Linked DNA regions of Ovis aries: region 2 is linked to region 1. A link is a contact called in public Hi-C data. All regions are on one chromosome and are shown on one strand. The core of a region is the stretch at or near the end of the contact, and the rest is flanking DNA. Distances in the headings are between cores, read along the strand shown.

Evidence for each region. A called contact is a pair of places that touch in the nucleus more often than the background predicts.
Region 2: a contact with region 1 is called in a Hi-C map of mixed tissues, with 3 times the contacts expected there. The contact joins the promoter of WIZ here to the enhancer-like site in region 1. A contact is called at or near these places in 5 of 16 Hi-C or Micro-C datasets (blood, liver, mixed tissues and 2 more).

Annotation. Positions count from the first base shown.
Region 1 is chr5:7,436,137-7,443,609 of ARS-UI_Ramb_v3.0, forward strand. LOC101119041 (ultra-long-chain fatty acid omega-hydroxylase) reads right to left here. Exons shown (of 11, transcript XM_042249752.1): 8 at 7,143-7,276; 9 at 6,173-6,237; 10 at 4,747-4,829; 11 at 3,114-4,161. The coding sequence ends at 3,984. Among named protein-coding and RNA genes, the nearest start is that of TRNAW-CCA, 67 kb to the left of the region's middle. Within about 2 kb of position 3,820, at least 10 of the 54 cell types and tissues checked have an H3K27ac peak or open chromatin away from gene starts, as enhancers often do.
Region 2 is chr5:7,531,207-7,538,679 of ARS-UI_Ramb_v3.0, forward strand. WIZ (WIZ zinc finger) reads left to right here and starts at 3,586. Exons shown (of 11, transcript XM_060416257.1): 1 at 3,586-3,739; 2 at 5,144-5,407. The coding sequence starts at 5,203. RASAL3 (RAS protein activator like 3) reads left to right here. Exons shown (of 18, transcript XM_015095775.4): 15 at 1-21; 16 at 309-466; 17 at 962-1,025; 18 at 1,132-1,668. The coding sequence ends at 1,275.

The DNA of each region.
Region 1 (7,473 bases), core at 2,570-5,069:
AGCCGGGGTTTGAACCCACATCTCTTGCCTCCCAAGGCCAAGTTATTTTTGCCGGTGGAGGACAAGGTGGCAAGGGAAAGGGTGGCGCGAAAGATGCCTTTGAGATATTTAGGGAATGGTATGCTCCTGGAGACCCTCAGCCTGAACAAGGATGTGGAAGACGGAGCATCATCAAAGCCGAGTGGTGCCTGTAGGGCCCGGAATCGCAAGTTCCCCACTTAGACCTCTTGTAGCCTCTGACACAGGATTTCGAGCGACGACCCCACTTTACGCCACCTGAGGGCGCGCCAGGATCGGCTTCCCAGGTTTGCCTCCGCTCCTCCATGCCCCCAACCCCACCCCGTTCCCTAGTACACTCCTTTCCGGGAAAAGGGGGCTAGAGACCCCGCCAGGACAAGGAGCCCGAAGCACAGGGTAGAAAACGACTCCGGGCCCCCTCTAAGGTCCCAAGGACATCGTTGTATGATTCGGGGTGAGTCGTTTCATTCTGGGGAACTCAAGTTTCCACCTCCGTGAAACGAGACAGTGCGTGTGTGCACAGTTGCTAAATTGCCGGAGACTCTTTTGTGATCCCAGGGATTATAGCCCGCCAGGCTCCTCTGTCCATGGAATTTCCCAGGCAAGAATACTGGAGTGTGTTGCCGTTTCCTCCTCTAGGGGAATCTTTCCAACCCAGGGATCCAACCCTTGTCTTCTGCTTGGCAGGCAGATTCCTTACCCCTGAGCCACCTAGGGAGCCCAAAAAGAGATAATAGCAGCACCCTTGAGAACTAAATGAAAATATCTGGGAAGGGCACACAAGCAGTATTCAATCGACTTATACCTCATTATTAATTTGGAGACACCAGGGCTTGGTCCTTGAGCCCCTCCTTCATGTCCTCACAAGCTCGCCAGTGTGTAGAGGTGCAGACACAAGCACACACACACACCAAGGGATCCCTCCTGGCCCTGAGGCTTTCTAAACATCTAAACACTGAGCCTCCCCAGATGTACGTCACCAGCCCTGGACTTGTCCAAATTAAGAACCCATCTGCTCAACTGGCCAGGTTGACTTCTCCAACTACCCCAGCCCAAACAAACATGCTGATCTCAAACCACCTCCCGCTTCCCGGCTGCCCCCCCTCACCCGCCCCTCGCCAAAAAAACACGCCATTTGGGATTCTCCATCTCAGTTGGTAGAATTTCCATCTTTCCAGGTGCTCAGACCCAAACCTGGTCTTCCCTTATAGCTCAGTTGGTAAAGAATCCACCTGCAATGCAGGAATACACCTTCAATGCAGGAGACCCGGGTTCGATTCCTGGGTCTGGAAGATCCCCTGGAGAAGGAAATGGCAACCCACTCCAGTATTCTTGCCTGGAAAATTCCATGGACAGAGGAGCCTGGCGAGCTACAGTGCATGGGGTTGCAAACAGTCAGACACAACTTGGCAACTAAACCACCACAGACCCAAACCTGGTGTTGGCCCATTCTCCCAAGCCTCACATTCCATTTATCTGCAGACCTGCCAGTATGACCATCATGAAACAGTCATTTCTCATCATAATCCAACCGCCGCTCGTCGCCTCTATAGCCCCCAGCTTGGGCAGAGCCACCATCATCTCACCACCCCACCACCCCCCCCACAACCAATCTGATTTCCCTCATCCCATCCTCACCACAGTCTCTATTCAACATAGTAACCCACGACTGTCAGATAACATTTTTTTAATATTTGTTTATTTATTTGGCTGTTCCAGGTCTTAGTTGCAGCACGTGGAATCTTCAGACTTCTGTTTTGTGCCATGCGGAATCGCTAGTTGCAACCTGTGAACTCTTAGTTGTGGCACGTGCTATCTAGTTCCCTGACCAGGGATCAAACCCATGTCCCTGCATTAGGAGCATGGAGTAGTCTTAGCCACTAGACCACCATGGAAGTCCCTGTAAGACAAATCTTGTCCCTCTTTTGCTCAGAACCCTCCATGGCTCCCGATTTCTGTCACAGTGAAATTCATAATCCATCCAGTGACCTCCAAGGCCGTGTGAATTTACTTATTTATTTGCTTGTTTATCATCTGTCATCTGTTTCCCCCACTACCACCAGCGCCAGAATGTCAGTGATGCAAGGACTCAAACACTCCCTGGCTCACAGCAGATGCTCAGAAAAATATGTGATGAATTAATGTGATCATTGCAGTCACTATCATCGTCCCATCTCTACAGGAGGTGGTGCAGTAGTAAAGAATCTGCCTGCCAGTGCAGGAGGCACAAGGCACTTGGGTTCAATCCCTGGGTTAGGAAGATCCCCTGGAGTAGGAAATGGCAACCTGCTCCAGTATTCTTGCCTGGAGAATTCCATGGACAGAGGAGTCTGGCAGGCTACAGTCCACGGGGTTCCAAAGAGTCAGACACAACTGAAGCGACTTAGCACACACACACACACACACACACACACACACACACACACCCTCTGCATAAAACCTGTACTGTGACACCCTTCTCCACCCTTCTCCATTCCAGCCCCACTCCCCAGATCCAGCCACCCTAGTCCTTTTGTGAGTTCCATGAGCACACCACACTCTCTCACCCCAGGACATTTGCAGATGCTGTTCCTGCTTCCTGGAAAGCACTTCGCTCCCTCCTCAACACTCAACTTCTACTCCAGGTTCAGCATCAGAGTAGCTCTCCTTGAGCCACCCTCCATCCCCTGCTATGCTTGCCCAGAACCAGAGCCTCTCTTTTGCAGCACTTCTCACAGGTTGCAAATACATTTACCCATGGAATTATTTGTCCAACACATGTCCCCCATCCTCCTGAGGGCAGGGATTTGCCTGCTGTCGTGCTCTCAGCCCAGTGCCATTGGACACTTACTAAGCAGTATGTTGAAATAAGGGGCTTCCCAGGTGGCACTAATGGTAAAGAACCCATCTGCTAATGCAGGGGACAAAAGGGATTTGATCCCTGGTTTGGGAAGATCCCCTGGAGGAGGGCATGGCAATCCACTCATTATTCTTGTCCAGAGAATCCCATGGACAGAGGAGCCTGGTGGGCTACAGTCCAGAGCGTCGCAAAGAGTCGGACACCACTGAAGAGACTTAGCACACACGCACGTGTTGAAATAAACAAATGCACAAACTGTCCCCAAAAGCCCAAGTTTATGTCAGAGGACAAACGTCTTCCCAGCCTCCTAGCCCACAACTTCCCAGCTGTCCAGGACCCCTCATTTCCTTGCTGGAATCCAGGTGTGAGGATCTGATCTGGCTAGGGAGTGGGTGATGGGAGCTGTCTGCACCTTTGCTTATATTCTACAAAATTCAGGACACTCGCCTAAGGGGTTTTGAGCAAGGGAAGAAGGAAGGGGCTTGAGAGGGAGAGTCTGGGCTTACAAGTCAACAACAAACATCCTGGGCTTGAGAGGGAGAGTCTGGGCTTACAAGTCAACAACAAACATCCTGGGCCCTGGGATGCAGCCTCGGGAGTTCATCCATGTGAGCTGGGGGCCTCAAGAAAGTGATGGTCAGGGTTCTGATCTCAGGCTCCAGTTTCCACGTCTTCAATTTAAAAGCGGCCGAGATCTGAGGTAGACTGGGCTCGTAGCCTAGAGGCCTGAGATATCTAACCTTGGTCCTCAGAAGGTTCAGTTGGTGGGGCCTGAACATCGGAATCCGAGAGATGCTGGGGCGGGGCCTGAGCTCGAGGGAATGTGGCCAATCCTGGTTCCTCAAACAAGAGGGCGGAAACTGGCACTCAGGAGGGCGGGATCTCGACCTCGAGGGGCGGGATCAGACCCTCCAGAGGCGGAGCCTTGCCTTGAGTGGGTGTGACCTGCACCATCAGGCTGCTTAACGGTCCTCCAGGAGCAGAGCCTTCCGGGGGGCGTGGTCTATGCCCTCCTGCTCTTGGGGCGGGGCCTGGTCCCTCGGGGGCGGGACCTAGGCCTCTCTGGGCGGGGCTTGGGGCCCCGGGATCCGCAGGGGCGCGCCGACCTTCAGGGGCGCGCCGACCTTCAGGCCCGCGGAGGCAGCGGCTCCACCTTGAGCCAGATGCCATTCTCCGTGCGCAGAATGAGCTCGGGCTTCCTCCGCACCTTGCGCGTTCGGTCCACGCTCAGGCGGAAGCGCAGTAGCGTCAGCGCCACAGCCACGCGCATCTCAGCCATGGCGAAGCTCTGTCCGATGCAGTTCCTGGTGGACGGAGGACAGAGGGCTCAGGCTCAGCCGCTGTGTGAGCGGGGTCCCTGGGATGGGGCAAAAGGACCTCCCCCTTGGAGCCTCAGGGTTTCCTGGGTAGCTCAGACGGTAAAGAATCTGCCTGCAATGCGAGAGACCTGTATTCGATCCCTGGGTTAGGAAGTTCCCCTGGAGGAGGGCATAGCAACCTACTCCAGTATTCTTGCCTGGAGAATCCCATGAACAGAGGAGCCTGGCGCGCTACAGTGCATGGGGTCGCAGAGAGTTGGACATGACTGAACGACTAACACACACTGGGAGCCTCAACTCCCGGACAAAGGCATCGTAGAGCCATTAAGAGCACATGAGCCCAGAACTCAGGGCTTGGCACAGAGTAGATATCTGATACCCTGGGTGATATCGTGATATCGTAGGGTCTGATTTGGGGGCTTCTTGATGTATTGAGGGCACGAAAAGGGTACCAGGTTGGTGGACAGGACACCCCCAGTGGTTTCTGCTCCTAACAGGCACATCCCTGACCTTCCACTGGCCTTGATGTTCCTCCTACACTTCACTTGGATTGGGGGAAATAAAAGTTACCTTGGTCCTGCAGAAAAGGGCACGTAAGCCAATGGGGAGCGCTGCTGTGGGTTGTCTGGATCAAAGCGATAGGGGTTGTACACCTAGGCAGAAGTAGATTGGGGGTGAGTTCTGGCTGTCCCAGCGTTGGTTCCCTCCCTCAGCCCCTGGGGGCCAGACCAGCTGGACTAAGAGGTCCAACCACACCTGCCTCCTTTCCATTTCCACCACAGGACCTTTGCACTGGCAGCTTCCTCCACATGGGACACAGGTTTCCCTGCTCCTCACACTTTAAAGTGTGAACATTTTCCGTTTTAGCTCACCCATCTCTTCTTTAGTAAGGACTTTCCTCACTGTGTGAGCTAAACTGCTGTCCCCCAACACAGGTCAGTTTTTGTTTCCCTTGTGTGTGTATCACAGTTCAAAATGATCTTATTTATTTGCTTATTTTCCTCCTCCTCACTTCACTGTCTGCTCTGTGAGAGCAAAGACAGAGTGCCCCAGAGGGCCCTCAGTGTCCCATTCACAGTAGATGCTCAACAAAGATATGTTGGGGTTTCCCTGGTAGTCTTGGACTCCAAAATTACTGCAGATGGTGACTGCAGCCTTGAGGTTAAAAGGTGCTTGCTCCTTGGAAGAAAAGCTATGACCAACCTAGACTATTAAAAAGCAGAGATATTACTTCACCAACAAAGGTCCATCTAGTCAAAGATATGGTTTTTCCAGTAGTCATGTATGGATGTGAGACTTGGACCATAAAGAAAGCTGAGCACTGAAGAACTGATGATTTTGAACTGTGGTGTTGGAGAAAACTCTTGAGAGTCCCTTGGACTGCAAGGAGATCCAACCAATCAATCCTAAAAGAAATTAATCCTGAATATTCAGTCAAAGGACTGATGCTGAAGCTCCAACACTGTGGCCACCTGATGCAAAGAGCTGAGTCATAGAAAAGACCCCGATGCTGAGAAAGATTGAAGGCAGGAGGAGAAGGGGACGACAGAGGATGAGATGGTTGAATGGCATCACCGACTGGATAGACATGAGTTTGAGTATGCTCCAGGAGTTGGTGATGGACAGGGAAGACTGGTGTGCTGCAGCCCATGGGGTCGCAAAAAGTCAGACACAACTGAGTGACTGAACTGAACCCTGGCGGTCCAATGGTTAGGACTCCGCACTTCCACTGCAGGGAGCATAGGTTCAGTCCCTGATCAGGAAACTCCCACATGCCACGCAGTGCAGTCAAAAAGTTTAAAAAAAAAAAAAAAGATTTGTAGATATAATGAATTAACAATGAATGGGGGAATGAATGGTGGGTGAGGAGAAGAACTCAAGCCCTGCATTCAGCCCTACCATCTGGCTCCCTGGGGAGGAGGAGAGGGGAGGCCTTGCTGACCAAGGTCTTAGGAGGAAGAAGCTGAGAGAAGGGAGGGTTGGGGCAGGAGCTCACCTTGGAGTCAGGCCACACTTCAGGGTTATAGTGGGTCCCATAGATGCTAACCAGGCAGATAATTCCTGTGGGGAAGGGGAGGGTCAGTGGGGTCAGTGGAAATGAGAGAAACTAGGACCTCCTCTGGAGACCTATCCCTCCCCCAGCTCTCTCCAGAGCCGCACAATTCCCACAAGCCATCTGCCACTCCTTCCTGCCCATCCTTCCTTAAAAACTTTTGCTTCACCATCCACTGCCTTGCTTCTCCATTAGAGGTCCCCATAGCCTTCTTCCTAGCTGTCATCCTGGCCACACAGGGATCTTACTCACACACCTGACATTGCTCCGCCACAGCTCAAATACCTCCCGTGGCTCCCTACTACCCTGAGGATCAAGTTCAAGTGCCTCAACTGTACATTCAACTTCTTTCACTATGTGTATTCTGAGGCTCTGCTCCATAAACATGTTCCCTCTTCCATTTCCCAAGGCTCACCTCTCATGTTCCCTCTTCCAGGCAGCCCTCCCTGCATTCCATGCCAGATACCGTCATCGCTCCTTATCTGGGGCTCTCCAGTCCCTGTCCCTCCCTGTAGCCCATCCCTCACCCCATGTGACTGGGAACATCCATGCCCTGCTGTGTCTTCCCCAGACTGGCTGGTACTCAAAGCTTGGACCTGGGGATGAGGCTTCACTGCATGCCCAGCCTCACCCAGGACAGGACCTGGTCTCCAAAGGATATCTGGCAACAGAAAGAAGCCAACCCTTCTCTACCTGCACCGTCATGGAGCCCACGCCATCATACCTACTCCTTCCTTTCTGCTTGGGTCCACCCACCTCTGCCTCCCCGATACACACACACAACCGGATCTCCTCACCACCCCCAGAAGCCACAGGCTATAAACTGCCTACAACGATACCGCACCTGGGGCAGGCATGGCCAGACCCCCACGAGCGATAGAGCAAGCAGGCAACAGGGAACACAAAGGGGCACCTTTGGGGATGATGCGTCCGTCTGGGAGCTTGATGTCCTCCGTGCAGCGGCGGGAGACCAGGGTCACAGGTGGGAACTGGCGGAGGCTCTCTTTGATGCACATAGTGGTGAAGGGCAGTTGGGTCAGGTCGTCCCTGGGGAATGTGGGACAGTGGGTGACTGGATGCCAGGCCATGACGCCACCCCCTCCCCTAGAGACACACACACACGTGCAGAGGCTATTAGGAGCAACTGCAGGAAACCAGTCCAGGATTTCAGACTTCCCCCAACTTGCATTTGCAGTTATGCCCTGCACACACCTCTAATCCTCAACAGAAAAAATATCTGCCCC
Region 2 (7,473 bases), core at 2,336-4,835, 95 kb after region 1:
ACCCACCGACCCGTGGGCAAGGTGAGGTGTACAACTCAGGTCTGCGCATAGAGTGGGGAGACAGGATTGGAAAAAGACTGAAAGATAGGCAGGTCTCGGTTCAAACACCGAGCTTGCTGTGGTCTGTGATTCAGGCCTAACCCAACCCTCTCTGAGCCTCAGTTTTCCTCTTCTGTAAAATTAGAGCGTCATTACCCTATAGGCAGGGCGGTTAGGAGGCAGAGCAAACGGAACAGGGAGGTCAGTCAGTGTCCGTGGGGAGAAGGGGCAGGACAGTGGCTCAGGTTACAGTAGCTCCCTCCCCACAGCTGGCGGAACTTCAGTGCGAGGTGGCTGCCCTGCGTCAGGATCTGAAGATGCTGTCCGGCCTCGTGGAGTCACTCAGCACCCACATCCGGTCCTTGAGCGAGCAGCAGGAGCAGCTTCGGACCCAGCTTCAGCTTCTAGATTCCAGGCTCCGAGAAGGGTAAGCCCCGCTCTCCCTATTAGCTCCGCCCCAGGCGGCCTTACTAAAGAGAGATCGGCTCAGGCCCTGCCTCCCAGTAAGTCCACCCAAATCACGCCTGGCACGGCCACGCCCCCTCCGTAAGACCCGCCCCTACACATCTAAGACCCGCTTCTTGATCACCTCCATCCACCCCAAGTCTCTGGGAGGTCCTCTCGAGCAGTCCCTCAGTCAGCTCCTTCCAGACAAGTTGGGACAGACCCGTTATGTCTTAGTCTGGGCCCGCCCCTATCCTGCTCACGACCTCACGCAGGACTGGTTGATTGGTCCTTTCATCGCAGCCAGTCCAGGTTCTAATTCAGCAGTCCCTTCTTCAAACGTATCTAGGCCCCACCCCCAGGCTGGATAAACCCCACCTCCATCTCAAGCTCCGCGCCGGAGTCCCTGACTCCAACCAGGAGCTCTAGGGGAGTCTCTCAGCCTCTGACTCTTTCCTTTCACCCGTAATCCCTACAGGACCGTGAAGTTGGATCCAGGGCGCGATCCTTCAACCAATGAGAGCCACAGGCTGAAAAGTCTGGTGAGACCCATGCCCGAGCCCTGGAACAGATTTAGGTTGGGTGAGGGAACACGAGTTGGGATGCAACCCTCACCCGGCTCTGAGTCCACTGCTGCTGCCTCCCCAGGAGTGCCGACTGGCTGAGATAGAGAGTACTCAGGCCCAGCTGAAGGATACCATCCAGAACCTGCAGCTTCTTCCCAGGACATCAGAGTCCCAGAGCCAGTCCCTGCCTCTCAAAGCTCCCTGCATCAACGGAGACACCACTTGAGTTGCCCACTCGGCCGACATGCTTTGGGAGCAGAGAGAAAGCGTCTAAGGGGCCTGTCCACCCCCTGCCTCAAACCCACGTGGCCTATAGTAGGGAATGGAGCTGTAGGTGCCAAACAGTCTGGCACTGTCAGGTTGCCCAGTAAAATCTTGATTTCAGTAAAAATCGATGGTTTTTTTTGCCCCTGAATTTTGCCAATCAGAAAGCAAACTCCATTCCCTCAATCCAGCTCTCTCAAACTCTCCCCTAATTGCAGATTTCAGGGGAGTGGGGCGATGCAGGGAGATTCTCACCAGCTGTGTGACCTTAGTCCCTCACTTTCTCAGAGCCTGATCTCCTCATTTGTAAAATGGATTTAAAGTTCCTCATACAGTAAAAGACCTATAGTTTAAAGTGTTTGATAAAAGGTATTGGTCATTGTTAGCGGTAGCAGCTGATTCTCTGTAAAGCCCAGATCTCATCTCCACTAATTTCCAGATCTCAGATGAGAGCATCTTCTGCTGCTGCTGCTTCTGCTAAGTCGCTTCAGTCGTGTCCGACTTTGTGCGACCCCATAGACGGCAGCCCACCAGGCTCCCCCATCCCTGGGATTCTCCAGGCAAGAACACTGGAGTGGGTTGCCATTTCCTTCTCCAATGCAAGAAAGTGAAAAGTGAAAGTGAAGTCACTGAGTCGTGTCCAACTCTCAGCGACCCCATGAACTGCAGCCTACCAGGCTCCTCTGTCCATGGGATTTTCCAGGCAAGAGTACCGGAGTGGGGTGCCACTGCCTTCTCCAGAGCATCTTCATAGCACTCCAATTCCAACATTGGCTCCTTGATTCAGTGAGGGCGTGGGTCTAGGAGACAGATGAAAGAAGGAGTGGGTAGATATGTAGAAAGTTAAGCTGTGTGTGTGGTGGTTGAAAAAATGAATGGGCACTTGAATCATGAGTAGGTAAATGGGTGAGGGTTAGGGTGGATAAGACAATAGGCAGATGAATAGGTTAGCATTTGCTGGATGTTTGCCCTGGTAGGTGAGTAGTTGAGTAGGTGGTTAGCTGGGATGGGTATGTCTGTCTAGGAAAGACCTGGTTCATAGTAGGAAATAAATATTTGAATTGAATGAGTAAGCAGTTATATGTATTACATGTACATTTGTTGAGGTATCCTGAGACTCTCAGGCTGTGCAGTGGGGAAACAATAATGAACTCCACAGACAGACTCTTGTTGCACTCTAGTGGAGAAGACAAACATGCAATTGATGGATTGGTATTTGGGTGGCTATCTTCCCTATTGGCTCAAATGGTAAAGCAGCTACTTACAATTCGGGAGACCTGGGTTCCATTCCTGGGTTGGGAAGAGCCTCTGGAGAAGGAAATGGCAACCCACTCCAGTACTCTTGCCTGGAAAATCCCATGGAGTCCATGGTGTCACAAAGAGTTGGACACGACTAAGCGACTTCACTTTGGGGTGACTGTATGAAAGGATTATGTGCAGAGATGGGTGGATGTTTGCTTGGTTGTATGGATAAGTAGGTATTTACATAGGTAGTGGATGGATGAGTAGGTAGATGGGAGGTGGATGGTCATTGAGTGAGTGTTTGAATGGATGGGTGGCTAGATGGATGGATGGATGGATACGTGGTTGCAGAGGTGGACGGCTAGGTGGTTAATCGATTGGATGGGTAAATGAGTGGTTGGGTGTGTGGGTGAATGGGTGGAGAGATGAATGGGTAGTTTGGACATGTGGATAGGCGATGGGTGGGAGAAGTAGCATTGTGTACATTATGGGGTTGTCCAGGCAACTGTGATCTTGCGGGTTGGGCGGAAAGGGGGACTTTGCACTAGGGACCTAGGCCAGCTCTAGGGGCATGAAAGTACTGAAGTCCAGTGTAGGTAATGGGGAAGGAGGGAACAAGCTCGTGGTTGGAAGGTAGCAAGGGTCTGAAGGCTAGGGATTGGCCATGTGGAATCCCCAGTGACCTATGAATGACCCAAGGGGAACTTCTCTGCCCCCTCCCCACTCTTCCGGTGCTATTAGCGGACCTAGCATTGGAAGAACCAGTGGGGTGATGAAGAGCCATTGGGGACAAGAGGACAAGAGTGTTGTCATGGTAACAGAGCCTCTCCCTGGACTCTCAGGTCGCGCGGGCCCTTTAAGGGTCACCCTTCTGGCCACTCCCAAAATGGCGGCGCGCCTGCTGGCTGCCCCCCCACCGAGGTGGCGCGGGGGGGCGCCCCAGACCTCCCCATCATGGCGGCGCGGCGGGGCTGTCGCGCTGAGGTCACGGCGGCGCGCCGGGGGGGCGGGGCGGCGGGGGGAGCGATTTAAAGGGACAATGTCCCCCGAGCGGTGGAGGCGGCGGCGGCTGCGGAGGCCGCGGCACCGGCACCGGGAGCCGCAAGGGCGGTAGCGGCAGCGACGGCCGCACCAAAGAAGGGAGCGCCGAGCCCCGGCACCCAGCCGGCGGCGCCGCCTCCCCGGTGAGGCCCGGCCCGGCCTGGGGAGCCCGCGGGCGGGGCGGAGCCGGCACGGGGAGGGGGAGGCCCGGGCCGGGCCGGGCCAGGCGGGACCCCCCGGGGCGGGGGGCGGGGGCGGGGCCTGTAGGGGCGGGGCCTGGTCGGGGGCGGGGCCGCACAGGTTGGGGGGAGGAGCGGGGGTCTTGGGGCAGGTGTCCCCCACCCAACCTCGGCGCGTCCCGCGGGGTCTCCCGCCCCGAGGTGCACGGGCGGAGGGCGCATCGCGTGGACCCTGGCGCCCCGAGGGGTGTGCTGGCGCGGCGCCGCCACCACCCCTGCGACCCCCGGGGGCGTCCAGGAGGGAACCCCCTTCCCCACGCTGCCAAAGTGCTCCGAAGTTGCGGTCCCGCCCGTTCCCCGCGGGCAGTGCCCACCCGGTGGGCACCCGCAGGTGGTTCCTCGGGGCCTGGGCAGGGACCCCCACCACAACGGCCAGTCCACGGATAGGCCCCCTGGGAGCCCCCAGGCCCTCGAGGGCAGCGCCTGCAGCCAGGCCTGGAGCCCCGGCCCCGCCCCGGTTGCCTGGGATCGGCCTCCCTACCATCTCCCTGGGGAGGGCGCCTCATTCCTGCCCTTCACTTTCCGCCGTTACCTTGAAGGTATTTATAGGTGGAGAAGACAGCCCCCACCCCCCATGGCCTCCCCAGGGTCCTCATTTCTGGACCAGGAGCTCCATCCTTCCCTTTTGCCCGCAGACTGGAGAGATCTTGGGAGGGTGGGATGGAGGAACCCAGGCAGGGTATGCATGAGGGGTAACGTTGGGGTGAAGCAAGAGGGTGAAGGCTGGGGTCACTTGCGGCTGAGTGTGAGGGTGAAAGGGTTAATGCTGGAGAACCCTAAGGTTGTGTGTGGAGGCAGGGTTGGAGTGTGGGAAAAGTGAGGGGTAACTGATCTGGGCAACAGGAGTGAGAAAAGTGCAGGGGTAATGATGGGGGGACTTGAGACAGTGTATGGGATCAGAGTGTAGCAGTGCTGAGGCACGTGCATAGGATATACACGTGCATGGAAGTGAGTTCACAACTGGGAAAAGTGCAACCATGAATGAATGAAGGGAGGCATCTAGGAGAAGTAATAGGTTTAATGCTTCAAGAAAGCAAGGTGTCTGAGCGTGAATGCTGTAAAGTGGGGGAAACTGAGGCAGTGCAAAGAGAGGAGTTGTGGACGAAAGCCGAGGTGTGCTGAGATTAGAGACCACTGAGATCAGTGTGTAGGGATAGGGCCTCAGCACTGTGGACTTGCTCATCTGTGCTTGGGGGGTAAACTGAGGCACCAAGCCACAAGGGTGAGGACAGGGACTTTGAGGAAGCAGAAATTGAGGCAGAATCCCTTCCAGCCTCCCCTGAGCACCTGTCTCTCTACCCCCACCAGACCTACAATGCCTCACTGAGCCGGGCCAGCAGCTGAGTGGAGCCAAGCAGAGAGCATCTATGGATGGGCCCCTGGCAGGCGGCCTGGCCGCCCCAGATCGTCCTCGAGGCCCTGAGAGACTGCCTGGCCCAGCGCCAAGAGAGGACATCGAAGGTGGGGCCGAGGTTGCTGAGGGGGAAGGTTGCATCTTCCGGTCTACCCATTACCTGCCTGTCACCAAGGAGGGCCCTCGAGACATTCTGGATGGCAGAGGTGGCATTTCTGGTAAGAGGGTGGGCCCTGTGGCCCTGATGGGAACATCCAGCCAGGTCCCCAAGGCTCAGAGAGGGCCGAGTCACCGAGCCCATCAGGGCCTGAGTTGGGATTCTGAGTCTACCTGGGTTCAGAGCCTTTGCCTTCTGCTTAGTTGCCCATTTTACAGTTGTGAAAACAGAGGTCTCGGGATCTAATGACCTGACCAAGGCCCACCCCAGTGGAGAGCAAGGAGCTGGGACTTGACTCAAGTCTGCCTGGCTTCCTTCTTTGAGCATACTAATGGGGTCCAGATGCTCAGCTTAGCACCCCTGAGCTCCCCTCCCTGAACCCACTTGTTCTCCAGGCATGCCCCCATTCCGGTCAGTCTATTCCAGTTCCATCTTGCTGCCCGGTCTTGGTGAGTCCCACTTCTGAGCCAGGGGCCCAAACAGCTTATGCCCCCTAGTGGCCGGGGAGAGACTGGGTAGTCAGGGATGACAGCCATCCCTTTATGCCTCTGTTTCCCAACAAAAGGGGATCTTGCACCATCCCCACCTAAAGACTTGTCATTCCTTTATTAAATACTCAGCAACTACCATGTGCCAGGCTCCGTTCTAGCTGCTGGGGATACAGCTGTAAGCAAAAGCGACAAGAGTCCCTGCCCTCAGGGACCTGACGTTCTAGTCGGGGAGACAGACAAGCAATTATACAAATAACATACGGGCAGGTAGTGACAGGTGCTGTGAGGGTATTAAACAGAGTGCCAGGATCATGCCTGGGGGAACCTGGGAAAACCTCCCTGAAGGGGTGGAATTTGAAACAGCAGGTGCAGAGGCCCTATGGTAAGGAGGAGCCTGGTGTAGTCAAGGGCCAGGCAGGAGCCTGGTGTAGCTAAAGAGTGGTGGGTGCGGTGTAGGCTGATGTACTCTGTGTGTCCCTTCATCTCCTTGGCCTGCTCTAAAGGCCATGGTTTCTAGGAACGTCCAAGCACCTGATCATGGGTCTCCTACATGCCAAGCCCTTCATGTGATCATCTCCTGTCATTCTCAAAAGAACTGTGTGGGGTAATCTTGGTCATTATTATCCAGTGTTAGAGATGGGGAAACTCAGATCCTGAAGTGTCAAGTCAATTTCCCAAGGGCCCGCAGCCAGGCAGTAACCTGGCTTGACAGCCCGCATACTTCACCACCACCCTATGTCAGGGCATCCTTGACCTGCTCCAGCTCACCTTAGTGAGGCTCGTGAAGCTCAGTTACTTACAGAGCATGGCATGCTAACCTCCTTGGAGCTGGACACTGGTGCGCAGCCAGGGACCAAGCGTACACTCCACGTACGCCCCCGCTGGACCCTGCCATCTGGGGTCAGACAGACAGACAGACCAGCCACCAGCTGTTAAGACATAGTTGCAGAGGTTGCAATGGGGAGTGGCCAGGCTGAGGGACACCCCGGAGTCCTGGCTGAGGCACCGTGAGTCAGGCAGGGGGCAGGGGACATCCAGACGGGGCTCCACACATGCAGCGGTGTAGAGGTGACTAGTGGTACCCAAAGGTGTCATGCAGGAGCACGAGAGGGCAAGACCCTGTTCAAAGAACCATATCCTCCCCCAAACTGTTAGGAACCAAGGCCCAAAGAGAGGCAAGACCATGTCCCAGGTCATGCCGCTGACCAGGGCAGGTCCAGGACTGTGACTCTGTGGGAGTCCTGGGGAACGGACTTTGGGGCCTAGGGCCCTCTTTGGATCTGACTCTGAGGAACTGGGCATTCTGCTCTACCTGGCAGAAGTTCTGAGGACTTCCCTGCTGGTCCAGTGGTTCAGACTCCACTCTTCCACTGCAGAGGGTGTGGATTCGACTCCTGGTCCAGGGAACTAAGATTCCCATGTGCCACATGGTGTGGCCAAAAAAGAAAAAGAAGAATTGCAAGTCTGGAGAGAGGGAGCAAGTAGGTAGGTGGGTAGGTGTGTGCTCACTCCCCCTGGGGAGTCCACCAGGGTCCAGGGCACGTGCCTGGGGAGGAGGGGGGTTGTGGTTGCTGACGGGGGACAGGTCTACTCCTAATGGTACAGCTGAGCATCTGGGGCATGGGGCGAGGGCTTG